Linked DNA regions of Sus scrofa: region 2 is linked to region 1. Evidence: chromatin contacts called from public HiChIP or PLAC-seq data. All regions are on one chromosome and are shown on one strand. Each heading gives the region's core, a stretch centred on a gene start, on an enhancer-like site or on the middle of the called end of the contact. The rest is flanking DNA. Distances are from core to core; before and after follow the strand shown. Region 1 holds the start of C1GALT1 (glycoprotein-N-acetylgalactosamine 3-beta-galactosyltransferase 1). Region 2 overlaps COL28A1 (collagen alpha-1(XXVIII) chain).

Region 1 (4,743 bases), core at 1,592-4,091:
TAACAGTGTCTCTCTTTGCCCTCAACGTGTCCCGTCAATGTGCAAGGCAGCTACACTTCAGATTCCAGGTAATTTACTCAGATTTTCTTTCTTTCTTTCTTTTTTTAAAACAGCTGCTAGCATACGCCATGGCCAGAGCAACACCACCAGATCCGAGCTGTATCTGCCACCTAGACCACAGTTCACAACAACGCTGGATCCCCAACCCCCCGATCGAGGCCAGGGATTGAACCCACAACTTCATGGCCCCTAGTCAGCTTTAGTTTCCACTGCGCCACAATGGGAACTCCCAGATTTTCTTTTTGGTTTCTCCTACCTTCCTATGGGCTTCCCTCTTTCACAGATAACAGCTTCCTTATATTTTTTTCCCTCAAGAGACACTTCTTAAGTTCACACATTATAAATCTTGGCATGTATTTTCCCTTAGGACATTTGAATGAGCTGTAAAGTGACAATTTAAGTACGCATTAGATACACATTTAGATTTTAAGATAAAATGCTAACTTCTCTTTTATGGAACAGTTCTCCATTTTTATTCCCCTCTTCTTTTCAAAGAATGACCTTAATCCACTTTAGTTTGGGTAAAAGAATTTTGTCATATTCTTTTTACCTTGTTATAGGTTGTACACTAGTCTCTTTACTAGAATCTCAACAGATCTTCTAAAAGTAACATAGGTGTACTGGGAAGCTTAATGTTTTAAGTGAATCTGAATTGAATTTCAGCATCAACTTGTCCATTTTCCATTTAATGTTTACAGGTGCTCTGTTACAAGATTCCACTCAATGATTTCTCCTCACAAAGACTCTACTTTAAATTACCACAGTTTATAAAGTGTATAAGTACTATAATGCAATTTTTATCTTGGCACAAATCAAACAGTATACATCTAAATGCCACGCATTTCTATTTCCATCATTAAGTGATCATTAACTGATGTAGTCCTAAATAAGTTTATGATAAAATTCTAATAATTTTGGGATACTGAATTTACTCAAAATTGGAGACTAGTATAATCTATATCCCCCCCAAAATACTTAAAAATACCTATATTTAAATGGGTAGTAATCACAAAACATTTTTAAAATGCTGAATCCTAAGTAAAAAGATACAGAAAAACACAAATTCCAGGCAAACTTAACAGACATTTAACAGTTCTCCACTAGTACAAAAAAACCATATTATTTTCCTGTGAAGAATTTTAAATGAGTCATACTTTCCTCACTAAATCACTGTTTTACTTAACATATGACAAAAAGAGTTAACTGTTTGGTAACTTGAAACTTTACATTCAATTAAACTGTGCATCAATACACACTAAGGCTGATAGAAAACAAAATAATTACTATACATAATACTTCGAACACACAGCATCATGTGCATAAGGCTCATTTGATAATTATCTGATAACATTGTGGAAAGTTGCAAAAAGTTAGACGTCCTAAAAACTCAGATTCCCACTGTCTAAAGTAATATCAGGATTAAGTAACTTGAAATCCTGCACAACACTTTTTCCTGGCACAGAGGTAGAGCTATCTATGTTAAACGCCCAACTTTTAGTAAATGAAGATATTTCTGTCACAACGGCCTAATTACTCACTCTGATGCACTAAAGTTCTAACTTTATAACTAACTTTTAAAAGCACGATGAAATCAATTCACGGTTAGGATTCTAGGTTTCACTCCGAAAGGCTTTAAAAATAACCACAAAGAATTAAGAGAACTAGATTATAAACCTAGTCAACTTCTCCAAAGCGTAAGCTGTTTTGTCATTTAAAAAAATAAAGGGAGAAGGTAAGAGCTGGGGAAGAATAACCACTCCTAAATTTCGCTCTTTTTTGAATATACAATTTATTTTAATTTAGAGTTATAAGGTCCTTTTGTCAGCACCTACTAATCTCAGCACACCTTGTAGGAGAATGGAGAGTGGAAGGAAAAAACTCCTTTGCTCGTCCGTCCTCCACGCATCAAGTACCTAAACACACACCTGCCTGGTTCATTCCGCCAGAGGCAGGGAAATTTAAAAGACCCAGTCAGCCACAGACAAACCTGATGATCCAAGAGAGCCCCGAGGAAGTCCCCCGGCACCTGCGGAAGGCGCCGGCTCGCTGGGCGCTGGGGCGGTGAGGCTGCCCGGCGGCTTTCACGGAAGGTGCCCACACCTGAGTGCCCGCCGGTCCGCGGGGGCGGGGCGGGACCCGCGGGGCAGGACCGCTAAATGGTCCAGCCGCGCGATCCTCCAGCGCAGTCGGCGCCTCACCGTCGCCACCCGACGGCAGGCAGCGCGCGAGGAAACGAGGCGAGCGAGAGGGCAAAAAGGAAGAATCCACGACCCAGAGGAGGCTACTTGTCAACAAAATAGCGGCCCGGAGGGCAGGCGGCCCCAATGGCAGTTCGCAGAGGCGCGGGGAGCAGGAAGTGCCCCGTGCCTCCCTCCGGAGCCCGCACTTGCCCAGCCCCGGCGGCGACTCCGAGACACCTGTTTGGTGGCGCTGGGGGCTGGGTTCACCCTCCACGCTCCCCCCACACGCACACTCCGAGAGGGGGAGGGCGAGGGGAACAGAGACCTTGGACCCGCAGCCTAAGGGCGCCTCCGCCAGCCGTACCTGACATCAGCCTCCTCTCCCTCTCGCCCCTCCTGGGGGGCAGAGAGGGGGACGCCACGAGACCGGCGACCTTCGCTCTTCTCGGCAGCCGCAGAAGTGGCTCGTGGCTGCTAGCTGGGGCCGCCCGCTGCCGCCCAGATTATTCCCCGGCGGCGGCGGCGGCAGCGGCGGCGGCCGAGGCGGGCCCAGCGCTCGCTCCCGCCCGCTCGCTCCGCCCCTCCCCGCAGCGCGTCCAGGCCGCGGCCCGCCGACGGCGCAGCCGCCACCCAGGGGTCTCCGAGCTCTGACGTCGCCGCTGCCGCACCAGCCCCAGGGAAGGGCGGAGCGAGGGGGCAGGGAGAGGCGGGGCTACGGCGACGTGCTGGCGTGGGGATAGGCCACCGAGCGCACGCCCCGCCCTGTGCGAAGGGGTCTGGGAAGTCGGGTTTTCTGCGAGCAATAGTCGCAGCCCTCTATCCGCTCCTTACGGGTGGCCTCAGCCTTCCTCGTTCTGCTATAGGGTCTTGCAGTGGCTTCCGGACCTTTGAAAGAATTAAAGCAGCAGGAACTGAGGCTGCGGATACCTGAGGGACCTTTGTCTGAGGGGCAGGCTCTTACCCTGCAGGAGTCTTAGGGCCTCTAGCCTGCTCTTAACCCTTTCTTTTTACTGCTTTTATCCCTTCTCCCGACTGTCCTTAGTCTGTATCTCTGGCCTTATTAAAAGGAAGTACAACAAGATGAGGTATACAAACGGGTGTTGGATAACCAGGTATGTGAACTAGGAAGGGCTGAAAACCAACTTAGTGATACTACGAAGCCTGCATACATACACACGTGGTCTTTAGTTCCGTCATTACTTCAGTGCTATCAGGCAGTGGCTGGAATTCTTGGGAGCTTTACCAGCAACCCCCGCTCCCCACCCCCCGTCACTTTTTAGTTTGTAAAGGGATTTTGTATCGGAAAACTGTTTTGGGTTTAGAGGGAGGAGCCCTGGAGCGATTGAGGCTGCCCCACAGCAATCAGCAGGTGGGGGTAATGTCTGGGTTTAATTGGTGTTAATCATCATCTACAAGGCCTGGCTTGAGGGTGAGAAAGCAAACTTGCTTCCTTTAATGCCCTTCTCAGTAGTTCTTTACTGCCTAGGGGCTGTGGCCTCAATCTTGAACCCTCCACCTATTAGCTCGGTAAACTTGGCAAGTTACTTAATGTGCTTGGGAGAAATAATAACAACATTTAGTAAGGTATGGTTGTTTTCCCCTCCTTTAATTTGTTCAGATTCAGCTTTAGTGCAGTTTACCGGGATGTGCCACTATAAGATCCCAAAGAATCTTCCAAAAGAATTTTAAAACATCTAGTGATTCTTACCCATACCTCTCATTTTTCAGATGAGAAAGCTGAGGTCAGAAAAATAAACTGAAAAGCCTGATCTAGAAGAGAAGTGCAAGTATCTGACGTCCAGGTTAGTGCTGTTTCTCTGGCTCATGCCTCCAGACTTCTCTCTTATATCCTTACCTCCACCCTCTTTTCTCTTCCTCAACTTGTAATTATCGCCCAGCCTCCCATATTCCCTTCTACAGCCACTATGTAGCAGGAAAAGAGACCCTTCAGAGGTCAGAGTGTTCCAAATGGAAAGCAAAACAAGACAAAATGCCCCAAGGGTCTTATTTCAATTTTAGTGAAATTTATAATGAATACAGAAAATATTTGCAGATAAGCAAAAATAAGAAACTCTTCCAAGGATAAGTTCAGCTATAGCACATCTAAGAAAATTACTGGTAGAAGTCCCCACTGTGGTGCAGTGCATTAAGGATCCACTGTGTTTAGCCACAGCTATGGCATGAGTTGAAACTTGTGTCTTGGATTCAGTCCCTGGGCTGGGAACATCCCTTTGCTACAGGTGCAGTGGAAAAAGAAAATTACTGGCAAGAAGCTATGTTGATACAAATAATACCAGGTCAAATCAGCTCCTTCTACCCTTTTGGATATTTTTGAAAATGGCCATTATTTCCATGAGAACAATGCATACTTATTTAAGCAAATACAAAAAAAAAAAAAACTTTCCAAATCCCACAATCCAGAGGTAACCATTTTTTTAAAAAGTTCATGTTATACTCTTTCAGATATCTCTTAAAAATAAAAAACACCAAGACATATAAATAT
Region 2 (4,743 bases), core at 989-3,488, 260 kb before region 1:
GTCACTTCATTTGGAAAGCCAGCAAACCAAGGAGATGGCTCACTATTGTCCTAAAGAACCATCTTAATTTGGGGTAGAATTCAAACTTTTCTTGTGGTAAAGAAGTGGAAGCAAGAGGGAGTTAAGATCAAGAAGTGACAGACAACCTCAGATATGTGGGCGCCAGCAAGGGTCCGAAGAGGGTTGTGAAAACATTTTGCTCTTGGTCAGTTGACTTTAATTGACCAGGTCATGATATTCCTAAAGATCTTAACAGGACAATCCTTGTTTCTATTCATACTTTCTTATCTCCTCATGGGAGACAACTTTCTTTTGGGTAAGGGACTATTTGCACAAATCTTAACCTGTGAGGAGAATTCCTTTAGTGATTAACATGACTGCGTGCAGGACTAAGCAGAGGCTTAGGAGTCAGAGGTTAAAGCAGAAGAAGAGGTAGTTGCAACATGGAGTCAGAGATGCCAAGCTTCTTCTACAAACAAGAGGCAGGCAGGGAGGGGGATCTTCGTTCCTAAAGAACAACTCAGAGATATCCTCAGATTGTTTTGTCTCTCCCTTAAGGAGGAACTAGGGCTCTGTTAATCACCGAACTGTTGTCACTACTTTTCTTATTTAATTGCATTCCCTTAGTTTCTGCATTCCCTCACTTCCCTAATTACTAACTGCCTAGGCCTGTTCTTTGGAACTCCAGGAAGGCCTAGGAGACTAAAATCCTTTTCCGAGAATAAGAAACAGGAAAATAGAGGGGTTTTGTATACAGGAGGGCCCCCAGGATCCTGCTCAACCCCCCTTTTCTTTGATACGCCTCAATCCTAAGGGGAACAGGAACAGGCCAAGAAGGGAATAAAGTTGTTGGATGGAGAAGTTAATCACGAACTCCACAGAGGAACTCAATTTTATGGGGAGTCCGTTTCAAATCCACGGATGCAGAACTGGCAGCTAACAATGGGAGCAGACTGTGTTTACTCTATCTTAATGACTGTTTTCATTACTTTTACTTATGAGATCCTATTCCAGCAACTCAAGCAGTAATATCTGAAGAGGTTCCTTGTGGGTTGGCTAGTTTTCATTCTCACCAACTTTCCCACCATAGGTCCATCAACTAAAACATTTAGTTAAAGACATGGAATCAGCAATAACCTAACAATTTTTTTTTCTATGAAATGGAGAATCAAATTGTCTTCTAAAGTAGAACTATTTATCCCTTGGAGAAAGACATGACACATACTATTTAACCACCTGTCCTTAATGGTGCTTCAAAGCATTGCCAATCATTGTTAAATAAATCTTTCTCTGAGGACACCTATCTTTTAGTAGATTCCTTTGAGAGCCCCATGTGAGAAGTAGCTTAATAGAATACAGTTATTGTCCTTGAGGTTTCTGATTCAAGCTCAATGTTAAAAGCTCAGTTTGTTTTCTCTGATTATGATATAGCTTTTGATCAGCAGAACCTTGGCTTCTCATGTGTCAGTTTTAGTTGTTCTGGAATATAACTGCTTATCTTTTCTAGGTGCCCTCCTTTGAGACTTCTCAAAGTAAATTTTGAATATGCTACAGAGCTTATATTTTAAGCCAGACCATAGATAGACGGATAGATAGATGAAGCTTTAGGTATATATGAAATATATCTAAAATTAAAAATAAATAATTGCCTGAAATATATATTTGCGTAGATGTATAGCTATACACACACCTACATACACATGTGTGAATGGAGCATATGAAACTTAGTTTTATTCCGTTGCCGTGTTTTGCTCTTAGGCAATCAAAGGTAGGTATATTTTATTTTTACTTTGCTGCTATGGTCAAATACGCTTCACTCTTTCCTCACTAGGGAGAAGTAGGCCAGATAGGACCTACAGGTCCTAGAGGACCAGTGGGAGTTGGAGTACAAGGTCCAAAGGTGAGTTCTCAAAGCTGCTTAGAAGCATTTATGTTAATATTATGCTAAATTTCACGTCTACCCAAATGCAATACAGATTATGCATGTTTCATCTGTTTTTAAACCAGATTAGAATATTTATTCAGAAAGCAGTCTGATGCTTAACTCTTGTTAAGAAAAACCAAACTCTTAGTTTAATGATGATGCTTTCTATTTTTTTGTTTATTAGCATCGGAGATACTCTTATAGCACAGAGTGATTCTTTGAGAACATTATTGCCTGCCATGTTATACAGCATTAGGAGGATTTCAGAAAACTTTACTTCCCCTCTTTTGTTTTGTGGCTGGCTCTTTCAGATCACAGCTCAAAAGCTACTTCCTCAAAAACCATTTCCTGAATGTAAATAAAGTATGTCTACCTCACCCCTGTTACCCAGTTATTTAAAAGAAGCCTGTTTATTTCCTTGCTTTTACCAATATTCCCAACTTGCATGTTTTTTAAATTACTTTTCATCTTACTATACCCTCTAGAAACACACTGCCAATATGGCAGCCACTAGCCACACGTTGTTACTGAATATTTGATATGTGGCTAGTATGAATTGAGGTAAGCTAGACATGTACTACACACACTTGATTACAAAAATGGGGACAAAGAAAAAGAATGTAAACTATATGGTCAATATATTTGTATATTGACTACATATCAAAATGATAAAATTTCAGATGTATTAGAGTAAGTAAACATGTTATTAGAATTGTATTTATCTGTTTCTCTTAATGTTGCAAATGTGGCTATTACTAAAATTATAACTATACATCTTGCTTTGTATTTCTATTGGACAATGCTACTCCACTGGCGCAAGGACTCTGTTCCCTTTTTTTCTTTTTTATTACTGAATCCCCAGTTTGGGACACAATAGGTGCTCAATAAATCTGTTAAATATATAAATGGGACGTTCCCGTTGTGGCGCAGCAGTTTTCGAATCTGACTAGCATCCATGAGGATACAGGTTTGATCCCTGGCCTTCTCAGTGGGTTAGGATCCAGCAATGGCCTGAGCTGTGGTGTAGGTTGCAGACGCAGCTCTGATCCTGTGTTGCTGTGGCTGTGGTATAGGCCAGCAGCTACAACTCCAATTGGACCCCTAGCCTGGGAACCTCCATGTGCCGTGGGTGTGGTTCTAAAAAGCAAAAAACAAACAAACAAACAAACAAATCCTTATTTTACCCTTCACAATTTCCATAGCTCATTCTGAAGGCATGTGGAATCTGGCAAGCCATGCTGAGGATTAAAATTCATCATTATTCTGCTGCTATTGCCATGATTATTATGAGAATTTGAGTATTCGGAGAATATAAGATATGGCCTAAGATGAATATACATATCACATATACAGAAACATAACATATACATAAGCAAGAGATACAAAATGTAATAATGCAGTTCCCATTGTGGCTCAGTGGAAATGAATCTGACTAGTATCCAAAAGGACACAGATTTGATCCCCGGCCTCACTCAGTGGGTTAAGGATCTGGCTTTGCCATGAGCTGTGGTGTAGGTTGCAGATGTAGCTTGGATCTGGGGTTGCAGTGGCTGTGGTATAGGCTGGCAGCTGCAGCTCTGATTCAGTCCCTAGCCTGGGAACCTCCACATGCTGTGGGAGTGACCCTAAAAAGACAAAAAAAAAAAAAAAAGTAATAATATAGTGATATTAGCTGCTATTTGTTACATGGTTTTGATGTGTTACACAAATGTGCTAAGTGCTAAATATGCTGAGTATTTATATGCGTACACACACACACTGTTTGTTTAGCCATGATCATAGCATACAGAAATTCCTGGGCCAGGGATCTAACCTACCAATCAGTGACCTGTCCACAGCAGTGACAATGCCAGATCCTTAACTGCTAGGCCACCAAGGAACTCCCACATGCTATGTCTTTACATGTCTATAGTATATATGTATATATACATATTATGTTATATATATGCCAGTTTCAGAGAGGCCATGTAGAGGAGGCTACTAAGGAGTTACACCACTGAAGTTCAAATCCTAGTTTCGCACTAAATGGATACAAAATCTCTCTCTAAAAAATGAAAACATACTCACTATTGTACAGAATAACAAAGAACATCCATGTGTTACACAAGACAGTTTTATCAAATATTAACATTTTGCCATATTTATTCTACAATTTATTTAAGAAGCATTGCAGGTATAAAAAGAGGCCTCTGTTCTGTGCTCCCCAATCCTATTGCTCTCCTTTCCCTCCCCAGACATATTCATTATCATGAATTTGGTATTTATCATTCTGTCAAAATTTTTATAATTTTCCCATAAGTTTTTATCTATAAGCCATTTGTTGCTTTTTTACATAATATATCATTACATATCATTCTACAATGTAGTTATACTCAGCCTTATGTGTTATTTGTATTTTTTTTTATCATTTTAGGGCTGCACCCGCAGCATATGGGGGTTCCCAGGCTAGCAATAGAATTGGAGCTACAGCCGCCAGCCTATGTCTCAGCCACAGCAACTTTGGATCCGAGCCACATCTGCGACCTACAGCACAGCTCACCACAACACCAGATTCTTAACCCACTAAGCAAGGCCAGGGATTGAACCTGCAACATCATTGTTCCTAGTCCGATTGAATTCATTAGCCACTGAGCCATGAAGGGAACTCCTATTTGTATTTTTTAAAGCCTTTAATTCATTCATTTTAATTGCACCATGATACTACAGTATATGAAAACATCTCATTTAATATTTACACATTTTTCTATTGATGAACATATAAATTGCTTTCCATTTTTTTGTTTGCCAATGCTGCCGTAAACATTCTCTGATTTTTCTCT

Evidence for each region. HiChIP or PLAC-seq counts read pairs in DNA pulled down with a chosen protein or histone mark.
Region 2: a contact with region 1 is called in an H3K27ac HiChIP or PLAC-seq map of alveolar macrophages, with 6 times the contacts expected there. The contact joins the enhancer-like site here to the promoter of C1GALT1 in region 1. A contact is called at or near these places in 2 of 5 promoter capture datasets (both in liver), 8 of 47 Hi-C or Micro-C datasets (embryonic fibroblasts, heart right ventricle, liver and 4 more) and 2 of 2 datasets of contacts at active chromatin or transcription factors (alveolar macrophages and skeletal muscle).

What each region holds. Positions count from the first base shown.
Region 1 is chr9:77,507,440-77,512,182 of Sscrofa11.1, reverse strand. C1GALT1 (glycoprotein-N-acetylgalactosamine 3-beta-galactosyltransferase 1) reads right to left here and starts at 2,841. Exons shown (of 5, transcript XM_021063389.1): 1 at 2,605-2,841. LOC102161092 (a long non-coding RNA gene) reads left to right here and starts at 2,939. Exons shown (of 6, transcript XR_002335827.1): 1 at 2,939-3,352; 2 at 3,969-4,042.
Region 2 is chr9:77,761,871-77,766,613 of Sscrofa11.1, reverse strand. COL28A1 (collagen alpha-1(XXVIII) chain) reads left to right here. Exons shown (of 35, transcript XM_021063396.1): 18 at 1,832-1,900. All of the region lies in intron 2 of LOC110255476 (a long non-coding RNA gene), which reads right to left. Among named protein-coding and RNA genes, the nearest start is that of COL28A1, 78 kb to the left of the region's middle. Within about 2 kb of position 2,238, at least 2 of the 83 cell types and tissues checked have an H3K27ac peak or open chromatin away from gene starts, as enhancers often do. A contact at or near this core is called in alveolar macrophages, where this site is marked.